2 separate regions of the Capra hircus genome follow, and region 1 is linked to region 2. A link is a contact called in public Hi-C data. All regions are on one chromosome and are shown on one strand. Each heading gives the region's core, a stretch centred on a gene start, on an enhancer-like site or on the middle of the called end of the contact. The rest is flanking DNA. Distances are from core to core; before and after follow the strand shown.

What was found. Hi-C and Micro-C count contacts between places; a contact is called where the count stands out from the background.
Region 1: a contact with region 2 is called in a Hi-C map of blood, with 7 times the contacts expected there. The contact joins two enhancer-like sites. A contact is called at or near these places in 2 of 5 Hi-C or Micro-C datasets (blood and liver).

What each region holds. Positions count from the first base shown.
Region 1 is chr16:377,254-383,059 of ARS1.2, reverse strand. No RefSeq gene overlaps it. Among named protein-coding and RNA genes, the nearest start is that of CHI3L1, 25 kb to the right of the region's middle. Within about 2 kb of position 3,724, at least 1 of the 5 cell types and tissues checked has an H3K27ac peak or open chromatin away from gene starts, as enhancers often do.
Region 2 is chr16:270,965-276,617 of ARS1.2, reverse strand. No RefSeq gene overlaps it. Among named protein-coding and RNA genes, the nearest start is that of ADORA1, 20 kb to the left of the region's middle. Within about 2 kb of position 2,202, at least 1 of the 5 cell types and tissues checked has an H3K27ac peak or open chromatin away from gene starts, as enhancers often do.

The DNA of each region.
Region 1 (5,806 bases), core at 2,475-4,974, 100 kb before region 2:
CCAAGAAGTGATGGGACCGGATGCTATGATCTTAGTTTTCTGAATGTTGAGTTTTAAGCCACCCTCTTCACTCTCCTCTTTTACTTTCATCAAGAGGCTCTTTTGTTCTTCACTTCCTGCCATAAGGGTGGTATCATCAGCGTATCTGAGGTTATTGGTATTTCTCCCGGCAATCTTGATTCCAGCTTGTGCTTCATCCAGCCCAGCATTTCTCATGATGTATGTAAGTTAAATAAGCAGGGTGACAATATACAGCCTTGGCGTACTCGTTTCCCAATCTGGAACCAGTCAGTTGTTCCATGCCCAGTTCTAACCGTTGCTTCTTGACCTGTATACAGGTTTCTCAGGAGGTTTGTCAGGTGGTCTGGAATTCCCATCTATTTAATAATTTTCCACAGTTTGATGTAATCCACACAAAGGTTTGGCATAGTCAGTAGAGCAGAAGTAGATGTGTTTCTGGAACTCTCTTGCTTTTTTGATAACCCATCGAATGTTGGCAATTTGATCTCTGGTTCCTCTGCCTTTTCTAAATCCAGCTTGAACATCTGCAATTCATGGTTCGTATACTGTTGAAGCCTGACTTGGAGAACTTTGAGCATTACTCTGCTAGAGTGTGAGATAAACGCAATTGTGCGGTAGTTTGAACATTCTTTGGTATTGCCTTTCTTTGGGATTGGAATGAAAACTAACCATTTCCAGTCCTGTGGCCTCTGCTGAATTTTTCAAATTTGCTGGCATAATGAGTGCAGCACTTTCACAGCATCATCTTTTAGGATTTGAAATAGCTCAACTGCAATTCCATCGCCTCCACTAGCTTTGTTTGTAATGATGCTTCCTAAGGCCCACTTGACTTCACATTCCAGGATGTCTGGCTCTCAGTGAGTGATAACACCATTGTGATTATCTGAGTCATGAAGATCTTTTTTTGTATAGTTCTTCTGTGTATTCTTGCCACCTCTTCTTAATATCTTCAGCTTCTGTTAGGCCCATACCATTTCTGTCCTTTATTGTGCTCATCTTTACATGAAATATTCCCTTGGTATCTCTAATTTTCTTGAAGAGATCTCTAGTCTTTCCCATTCTATTGTTTTCCTCTGGTTTTTTTTGCATTGATCAGTGAAGACGGCTTTCTTATCTCTCCTTGATATTCTTTGAAACTCTGCGTTCAGATGGGTATATCTTTCTTTTTCTCCTTTGCCTTTAGCTTCTCTTCTTTTCTCAGCTATTTGTAAGGCCTCCTCAGACAGCCATTTTGCATTTTTTTCCACTTGGGGATGGTCTTGATCGCTGCCTTCTGTACAATGTCATGAATCTCTGTCCATAGTTCTTCGGTACTCTGTCTATCAGATCTAATCCCTTGAATCTGTTTCTCACTTGTACTGTATAATCATAAGGGTTTTGATTTAGGTCATACCTGAATGGTCTAGTGGTTTTCCCTACTTTCTTCAATTTAAGTCTGAATCTGGCAATAACGTGTTCATGATCTGAGCCACAGTCAGCTCCCGGTCTTGTTTTTGCTGCCTGTGTAGAGTTTCTCCATTTTTGGCTACAAAGAATATAATCCATCTGATTTCAGTGTTGGCCATCTGGTGATGTCCATGCATAGAGTCCTCTTTTGTGCTGCAGGAAGAGGGTGTTTGCTATCACCAGCGCATTCTCTTGGCAAAACTCTGTTAGCCTTTGCCCACTTTAGTTTGTATTCCAAGGCCAAATTTGCCTGTTACTCTAGGTATCTTTTGACTTCCTACTTTTGCATTCCAGTCCCCTATGATGGAAAGGACATCTCTTATGGGTCTTAGTTCTAGAAGGTCTTGTAGGTCTTCATAGAGCCATTCAGCTTCAGCTTATTTGGCATTAGTAGTTGGGGCATAGACTTGGATTACTGTGATATTGAATGGTTTGCCTTGAAAGTGAACAGAGATCATTCTATCATTTTTGAGATTGCATCCAAGTACTGCATTTTTGACTCTTGTTGACTATGATGGCTACTCCATTTTTTCTAAGGGATTCTTGCCCACAGAGGTAGCTATAATGGCCATCTGAATAAAATCCACCCATTCTAGTACATTTTAGTTCACTGATTTCTAAAATGTTAATGTTCACTCTTGCCATCTCCTGTTTAACCACTTCCAATTTATCTTGATATGTGGACCAGTTACCTAATATTCCAGATTCCTATGCAATATTGTTCTGTATAACATCATACTTTACTTCCATTGCCAGGCACATCTACACCTGGGTATTGTTTTTGCTTTGGCTCCATCTCTTCATTCTTTCTGGAGTTATTTCTCCACTCTTCCCCCTTAGCAAATTGGGCACCACTCAGTTGTTCAGTCATGTCCAGCTGAATGCCTAAGCATACACTTTTGTACAGGATACTAATCCTTAAAGCTAGTTCTTGAAGCTTTGGGTTGAATCTTGGTCATTCTATTTGAATAAAATCTGCATAATCCACTTAACCTAATGATCCATTTTGTTGTGTCCTCACCCAAGGCTGTTTTGAGGGCAGGACTCAGGGAGGCAGTGAAGGATGGAGACAGGTATGGAGCCCTCACCCAAGGCTGTTTTGGGGGCAGACTCAGGGAGGCAGTTAAGGATGGAGACAGGTAGGGAGAGAGATGAGCTGACTCTTTGCATGGGTGCAAGCAGCACCAGATCCCTTGAGCAGTGACTTCCCTTTATCCCCTACCTGTGTGTGGGCCTTCTGAAATCTGCTCTTCTTCAGTCCAGAGCACAGGTCTGCTTTTGCCCATGTTCTTTCTGCTGAGGTCTCAACTGAGACTTAACTACCTGCTCAGAATGGAGTGTAGAATGGAAGTGTCCTTATGGTAGGGGGAGCACCAGGCAGAGCAGAGCTGACTTCCTGCCCCACCACCTACTAGCTGTGTGAGTTTAGGCGAAGAAATGGGAGCTCAGTGTCCTAGTCTGTCCTGCTGGCAGGGTGGGTGAGCGTTAAGCACACGTTAGCTGGATCAACGTGATCAGCAACGCCTCCCACCAGTCTCCTCACTGGGCTCTCTGCTTCTTGTACCTCTCTCAGCCAGTCCAACCTCCTCACTGTGACTAGTTTGATCTTTCTAAATTAGGAACCTAATCCTTTCATCTCCCATGCCCAAGAACTACCAACAACTTCTTCCTGTCTAAATCATAAAGTCTCTGTCAAGTGCCAAGACCTTCCATCAGGCCCTAGTCCCTCCTCCTGCTCTCACATCTCTCGTCCCACTCCAGTTTGGTTGCCGGGTACCCCAGTGGTCAGTGCTAACCTCAGACACGCCAGCTTCTCATAGAGGATCCCCCGATGTCTACCATCATATGTCTGTGTCTTCCTTTAACCTGAGCCCCTGCCCCATAGCAAATACTGCTTTAAACAAGACTGTCTCCATTGATCCACCAGTCTGCCCCGCCCATCCACCCCTCAGTTTATAAACTAGGCCTTTGAAGTCAGGTGCAAATGCTGCCTGAAATATTAGAATTTGCTTGTCTTTGAGCCGCACAGTTTATATAAAAAGGAATTTGGGGTCATTTATGCTTTCGTGGCTTAGCCCATGAATTGCTGTCAGACCACTCTTCCTAACAGCAGTGCCCGCTGGGAGCGCCCTAGAGGAGTTCCTCTGGTCTCCTCTCTGAGCACACTCTGAGCACTCGCCAGCAGGCCTCACATGCCTGCTGCACAGGTGAGTCCTCAGCCCCTACCCAGGCCGGGGCCCAGCTCTCTGGGTGGGCCACAGTGTCGCCCCAGCACGGCCTGCCTCTGAGTGTGCCACGCCTCGCTCGGAGCCACGGAGCCCGAGGCACTGTTGCCTTCATGTTGTTCCAGTGATGAAATCTGCCGCACGAGCAAGGAGTGTTTAAGATACGAATGCTCGGCGTCTTCCAGAAATCAGTCACAGGGCGCAAGGAAGCGGCATTACCAGGAGCTGTGGAGCGGCCCTGTGCCCCTCTTGAGGAGACACTCTTCTGGCCAGGCCTTGGTTAGTCGTTCCTTCTCCTTTGTTACAGTTTTACCAACTGTGTGTATGTTCCTGAATAAGATATTGCTTAGTCCAGCCATTTCTGAACTTTAAATAAATAGAAGCATACGTGTGGCGCCTTCTGGGGCCCACTGCTGTGCTTCCCAGAGCTGCAAGCTCTCCTTCACTGCTCTGCGGTATTCCCTCATGTGACCACACCACGGCGCACGCGTACCGCTGGCAGTGGGCATTTGGGGTTGCTTCCGGCTTTGGGCCAGTGTGGACAATACTGGTATGAACACTCTTGAGCATGACTTGTGATGAGTGTGCACAGGGTGTCTCCAGGACTTGACAACACCTGAGGCATGTTGAGCATGACTTCTGATAAGTGTGAGAAGTGTGTGTCCAGGACTTTTTAGGACCTGAGGCCTGTTGAGCATGACTATTGCTGAGAGTGTATAGAGTGTGTCCAGCACTTGATAGGGCCTGAGGCATGCTCAAGTTCATTTTCACTGGGTGCTGGTGAATGGTTTTTCAAAGTGATTATACAAGTTTTCCCCCCATTGAAAAGTTTACATTTCCTTCTATCCTTTCTACCAATCCAGGAGGTGCAAATAGGTGTCTCACTGTGGTTTAGATCGCATTCTCATGACTCCTCACTATTTCACCATACTTTCCTGTCATAAGCTATTTGCATTATTCTTCTGTGAGCAGAGTGAGTGTCTCTTGCCCATTTTTCTGTTCGGTTGTTTGTCTCTTTCAAATTAATTGCATGAGTTCTTTACATATTCCGAACACAGATCCTTCCATCTTTACAAATCTGACTATGTTTTCTCCCAGTTTGAGGTCTGGCTTTCCTTCTTCCTGTGTGCGCTGGCTGCTCAGCTGTCGAACTCTTTTTGCCCCATGGGCTGTATGAAGCTAGTCTCTTCTGCTCACGGATTTCTCCAGGCGAGAATACTGGAGTGGGCTGCCATTCCCTTCTCCAGGGGATCTTCATGACCCAGGGGCCAAACCCGAGTCTCCTGCATTGCATGCAGATTTTTTAGCATCTGAGCCACCATGGAAGCTCCATATCTTGGCCCCCCAACTTGGTAGATGGGACAGTAAACCCTTTTGTTTTCTGTTTCAGGAACATCTTGGCTATTCGTAACTCGTTCCATGTACATGTTAGAATCATTTTGCCAAATTTCATTAAAAATTCTGTTTAGATTTTAATATGAACTACATGGAATTTATAGGCTAGTTTAGGGAGAATTGGTATTTTTATTGTTTCCTATTCTAAAGACATGGTATATCCCTTTATTTAGTTTTATCTTCTAAAAGTAGCTCAATAAAATTTTGCAATTTTCTTCATAAAGATCTTATATATTTCTTATGATACTTATTCCTAGGTTTTTAATTTTTGAGAAATTTTATCCTTTTTAAAAATTAAAGTTTTTCATTAATTGTTGCTAGTGTATAATAATGTCAGTGATGTTTGGATATAGATGTTATGCTCAGAAATTTTTCCAACCTTCTTGTTAATTTCAGTGATTATTCTGCAAAAAGTTCTATGTAGACAATCATATCGTCTCCATGAATGTTTTGTATATTCTGAACCTTATGACTTTTGTTTAATTTTCTTGTTGTCTGCACCTCCAGTACAGTGGTGAATAAAAACAGTGACAGTGGTCATCTTTATTTTGTTTCTGGCTGGATAGAAGATGTTCACAACAGTCAATCTTAAGTATGCTATTTATTGTAGGGTTCTTGTAGATCCCTTTTATAAGACAAAGGAAGTTTCTTTCTATTCCTACTTTGCCGAGAATTTTCATAAGAAGGGCCATGATGCAAAATAAATGAGTCACCAGTAT
Region 2 (5,653 bases), core at 953-3,452:
CTGAAATACAAACCCAGTCTAGGATTCTTTCCAACACAGCACAGTGACTCTCAGAGAGTCAGCAATGACTCTCCAAGAACTTTGGAACACGTGAATTTTGAAAAGCAACATAAAGTGAAGAGTCAGTCTAAACTCCTAATTAGGTGCTGGCTTGTGGAATGGCCCTTCTCCCCCTATAGGGCCCTGGGAGCCTATCAGAGAGCCTTCCACACACAGGTTTTCCTACTGATTTGCCTGACTGAAGCCCTGCCCAGCAGGGATGGAACCAGAGTCAAAACGCTAAGCATGCACCCCATCACACTGAGGGGAAAACATTCCCGGGGAATAATTCTGGGGAAAGAATGGGCAGGAGACCTTTTTCTGGCTTCAGCTCATTCTCTCAGCTCCAGTTTTATCCGAAAGCTAATTCCCTGATCTTAAGAAGAATCCCAATATTCTATTCAAGTCTGCCTTGACCATCTATCCTGAGTCTAAGACACTTTCACCAAAGTGAAACGACTCTGCACTAAGTACATTTTCTGAAGTCAGGATTGACAGAAATAGGCTCTGGCCTGGGTTCCCAGGTCCCTTAGTGAGCCCACCTGAAAGTTTCAAATGCCAGGCCAGGAGAACAAACAGGAGCTTGCCAGAGGTATCCAACTATACCTAAGAGCCATCCGCTCTATCCAGCTGATCAGATGGAGTGGGAGACATAGTGGAACCCTCCAGTTGCTGGATTTTTCTATTTCAATCACTTCCCCTGCCCCAAGGGTTGAAGAGATTCCATCTAGGGCTTAAAATTACTCTTGCTGAATTTTCAGCGTAATACAGTAATTGTACAAGAGTACAACAATAGGAAAAAGTCTAGCAATGCTTTCTTGTTTATTTAGAACTCATTTAACTCTCACAGCATGGCTGGTGAGGTAAGCATATTCTTTCTTTTTTCAGAGCAGAAAACTGTGGCTCAGGGCAGCACGTGGATCTGCTCAGAGAAGGGATCTAGATGCAGAAGAAGCTGCCCAGCTCAGCCCTGTTGCCTGGGGCTCAGGGTCCCCCTGCTGGCAGCCCAAAGCCTGGGTGTTGCTTGACGAGCTGCGGAGGGCTGGCTTCCTCACTGGGCCTGCTCTGAGCTAGGGTTCCTAAGGCTGGGAGGAGGCTCAAGGCTAGGGGGATGATTCAATGCACTATAAAAGGCTTCAGGTGGGATGCTCCATGGTAAGACAGATCAGACCTGTGGGAAACAGCCTATGTCTAGTCCCTTCTTACTCCAGGCTTTGACTAGGATCTCCTCTGGAGAGCCCACCCAGAGGGAATGAAGAGACTGCTCTCCTTTATTCTTCTTTCTCCAGGCAGAGCCATTTAAAGCAGCCCCAAAAGATGGGATGATTCCTACTTAGCAAAATCTTAGATTTTCTAGCTTCTTTTACTTTCTCACCCCACCTCATCCAGCAGCTGTCAGTTCCAATGGTGAGAAAGGCTAGCTTAGATGCATCCACCTCTTATTTCTCCTGGAAATGTGGGTCTGCTGGCTTTCTGCTGGATATTTTGTTAACTCAATCCTCCTCAAGGGTTATGAGTTTATTTGTAATGTCAAAAAAAATTGGCATCAAATTTCACTTCTATCCCTTCTTAGTGTCTGACCTTGAGCACATTGCTGAATCAAGAAGCTTCATTTCTCTCACCTATAAAATAGGCCTTACTTTCATAATGGGCTGTTGGGATGATTCAGTGATATATCATAAAATCAATAGTACTATGCATATAGTGACTTCAGTAAATATTATTATTATTTTTAAAAATTTTATTTTTACTTTATTTTGCTTTACAATACTGTATTGGTTTGCCATACATTGACATGAATCAGCCACGGGTGTACATGAGTTCCCAATCCTGAACCCCCCCTCCCACCTCCCACCCCATATCATCTCTCTGGATCGTCCCCGTGCCCAGCCCCAAGCATCCTGTATCCTGTATCGAACATAGACTGGCGATTCATTTCTTACCTGATAGTTTCACAATTCTTTTACCTTTCTTATTTTGTCACTCTACTTAAGAGGAATGGGGTGAGGGGTACAGTAGGCAGGTAGGACTTCTGGAAAGAAAAGTGTGGAGATCCCAGTAGTGTGCTTGATATGTCCACGATCCAGCCGCCTCCTTGTGCTCCGACCCCTTGTCTGCCAGGGGAGGGGTGGCAGCTGCTCCGTCCACCTGCCCGGGCCCTGATCCAGCCAAGGGACTGGCTGCTGCTGGAATGGCCCAAATGTCCTGTGTTTAGAGCTAGGTAGAGGACAGCTGAGGATGGGGGAGAAGGATGAGGGGGCAGATAAGGAACACTCTTCTCTCTCATTATGTCCACCTATCCTGCAAATTTGTAAGCTTTCCAGGTCAGCCTGGGACCTCTGACCTCCACCCTGGGGGTAGGACCAGAGGAGTTCCCCCTCTTTTCCTCCCTTGTTCTCTGCCCTCTCTCGCCTCCTCCCTCATGGCTAAACCCACTCACCCCACTCCCACGCCCCTGCTCCCTCCCCTTCCCATGTGCTGCTCAGCTGTCACTGGCCCTAAGCTAGGCACTCTGCCTGCCTGTACCCCTTATGAATCGCCACCATTCACACGTTGGCTCCAGAGTCTCCATCTGTCTCACTGGGTCTGAACAGTAGGGCTATGTGGCCTCATCTGTTGTCCTCCATCTGGAATCCAGGGCAAGAGACTAAACTTCAAAATCCCCAACTTTCACCTGCCAGGATTGAGGTAGGCAGCACTGGCTGAAAGGCAAAGTCTGAGTTAGGGGCACCCTTATCTCCTGGAAGAGCAGGCCTAGTTCAAGACCCACCGACACTGACTGAAACAAACTGCAAATGCAGTGTGAAAAAAAGCAAGAAGCCCACTCTTCTCAAAAGGATACTTGCATATTTAATAGCATTCTTTTATTACATTTCATTTATTTGTAGCCAGGACCTGAGTCAGGGGTTTCAGTGTACAATGTAAACAGAAAGACACACAGTGGCAATATTTTTAAAATTAATTTTTTTGTTATATAAGCAACATGTAAATGTTCTTCCCTTGAATAGAAAAATGAAACCATTGCATTTCAGATTCAGACTCCCTTTGATCAGTCTCCTAAATCCAGACTATTTCCCTTCAACACAGGTAACCACTGTTACCAGCTTGAATATATATTTGCCTAATATATACATAGAAAATATATAATTCTGTCATGTAGACTTGGATTTTGCTATTATTTTTTACATAAATTGTAAACCACAAATATTTCGCAATTAAATTCACTAAAAAAAGGTCTTATCTAAACCAGTACATATAGATTTACATCATGATATTCTTCAAATAGACATATCATGGTTCATTTAGCCACCTCCTTGTTGACAGACATCCAGGTTCTGTCTTTTTCTCTCATTATAAACATTGTATTCTGTCACATGCTTGAGCCTTCTCCAACCTTGTCCTGTCTGGTCTTATGTTCCCTCCCCTTGTGAAGTGGAAAATTTATCATTTATACTGTTTTAAGGATGCAAAAATAGTAAAAGTGTCCTTAAGAACTCTTTATAACACATTTTTAGTAATTTAAAAACCGTGGGTCCCATTAAGATGATTTCTACATCCAGCTGGGGAAAATCACTGCTCTAGGAAAGAGAGTGCACCCAAGGAGGTAGAAGGAGTTTCAAAAGAGAATAAAGAGAGTAGAAAGGGAAAGAAAGTGAACAGGAAAGAGTAAGAAAGAGAAAGATGTAAAAGAATATGTATGCAATAGCGCTCTCTGCAACAGAGTAAAACTGGAAATGTCTAGCAGAAAAGAGACAAGTAAAACTTGTCATATATATTCACCAGAATATTATGTAGCATTAAAATAACAATTTGAAGACTGTGTAAGAGTATGAAAAAACTTCTGATATTAAGTTTAAAAGTAATCTCTGGAACATTTCACCCCAAAACAATGAATTTCACCTTTTTCTCAAGTGCACGTGGAACCTTCTCCAGGATAGATCACATCCTGGGCCATAAATCTAGCCTTGATAAACTAAAAAAAGTTGAAATCATTCCAAGCATATTTTCAGATCACAATGTGGTAAGATTAGATGTCAACTACAGGAAAAAAAAACTATTAAAAATTCAAACATAAGGAGGCTAAACAACACGCTTCTGAATAACCAACAAATCACAGAAGAAATAAAAAGAAATCAAAATATGCATAGAAATGAATGAAAATGAAAACACAACAACCCAAAACCTATGGGATTCAGTAAAAGCAGTGCTAAGGGGAAGGTTCATAGCAATACAAGCTTACCTCAAGAAACAAGAGAAAAATCAAATAAATCAAGTAAACCTAGCTCTACACCTAACGTAACTAGAAAAAGAAGAAATGATGAACCCCAGGGTTAGTAGAAGGAAAGAAATCATAAAAATTCGGGCAGAAATAAATGGGAAAGAAACAAAGGAGACCATAGCAAAAATCAACAAAGCTAAAGGCTGGTTCTTTGAGAAGATAAATAAAATAGACAAACCATTAGCCAGACTCATCAAGAAACAAAGGGAGAAGAATCAAATCAACAAAATTAGAAATGAAAATGGAGAAATCACCACAGACAACAAAGAAATACAAAGGATCATAAGAGACTAGTATCAGCAATTATATGAAAATAAAATGGACAACTTGGAAGAAATGGAAAAATTCTTAGAAAAGTATAACTATCCAAAACTGAACCAGGAAGAAATAGAAAATCTTAACAAACCCATCACAAGCACAGAAATCGAATCTGTAATCAGAAATCTCCCAGCAAACAAAATCCCAGGACCAGACAGCTTCACAGATGAATTCTACAAAAAAATTTAGAGAAGAGCTAACACCTATCCTACTCAAACTCTTCCAGAAAATTGAAGAGGAAGGTAAACTGCCAAACTCATTCTATGAGGCCACTGTCACGCTAATACCAAAACCAGACAAAGAGGCCACAAAAAAAGAAAACTACAGGCCAATATCACTGATGAACATAAATGCAAACATCCTTAATAAAATTCTAGCAAACAGAATCCAACAACATATTAAAAAGATCATACATCATGACCAAGTGGGCTTTATCCCAGGGATGCAAGTATTCTTCAACATTTGCAAATAGATCAATGTGATATACCACATTAACAAATTGAAAGACAAAAACCATATGATTATTTCAATAGATGCAGATAAAGCCTTTGACAAAATCCAATATCCATTTATGATTAAAAACCCTCCAGAAAGCATAGAAGGAACATACCTCAACATAATAAAAGCCATATATGATAAACCCACAGCAAACATTGTCTTCAATGGTGAAAAATTGAAAGCATTTCCCCTAAAGTCAGAAACAAAACAAGGGTGACCACTCTCACCACCACTATTCAACATAGTTTTGGAAGTTTTAGCCACAGCAATAAGAGAAGAAAAAGAAATAAAAGGAATCCAGATTGAAAAAGAAGACGTAAAACTCTCAAGTTTGCAGATGACATGATCCTCTACATAGAAAACCCTAAAGACTCCACCAGGAAATTACTAGAACTAATCAATGAATATAGTAAGGTTGCAGGATATAAAATTAACACACAGAAATCCCTTGCATTCCTATACACTAACAATGAGAAAACAGAAAGAGAAATTAAGGAAACAATTCCATTCACCATTGCA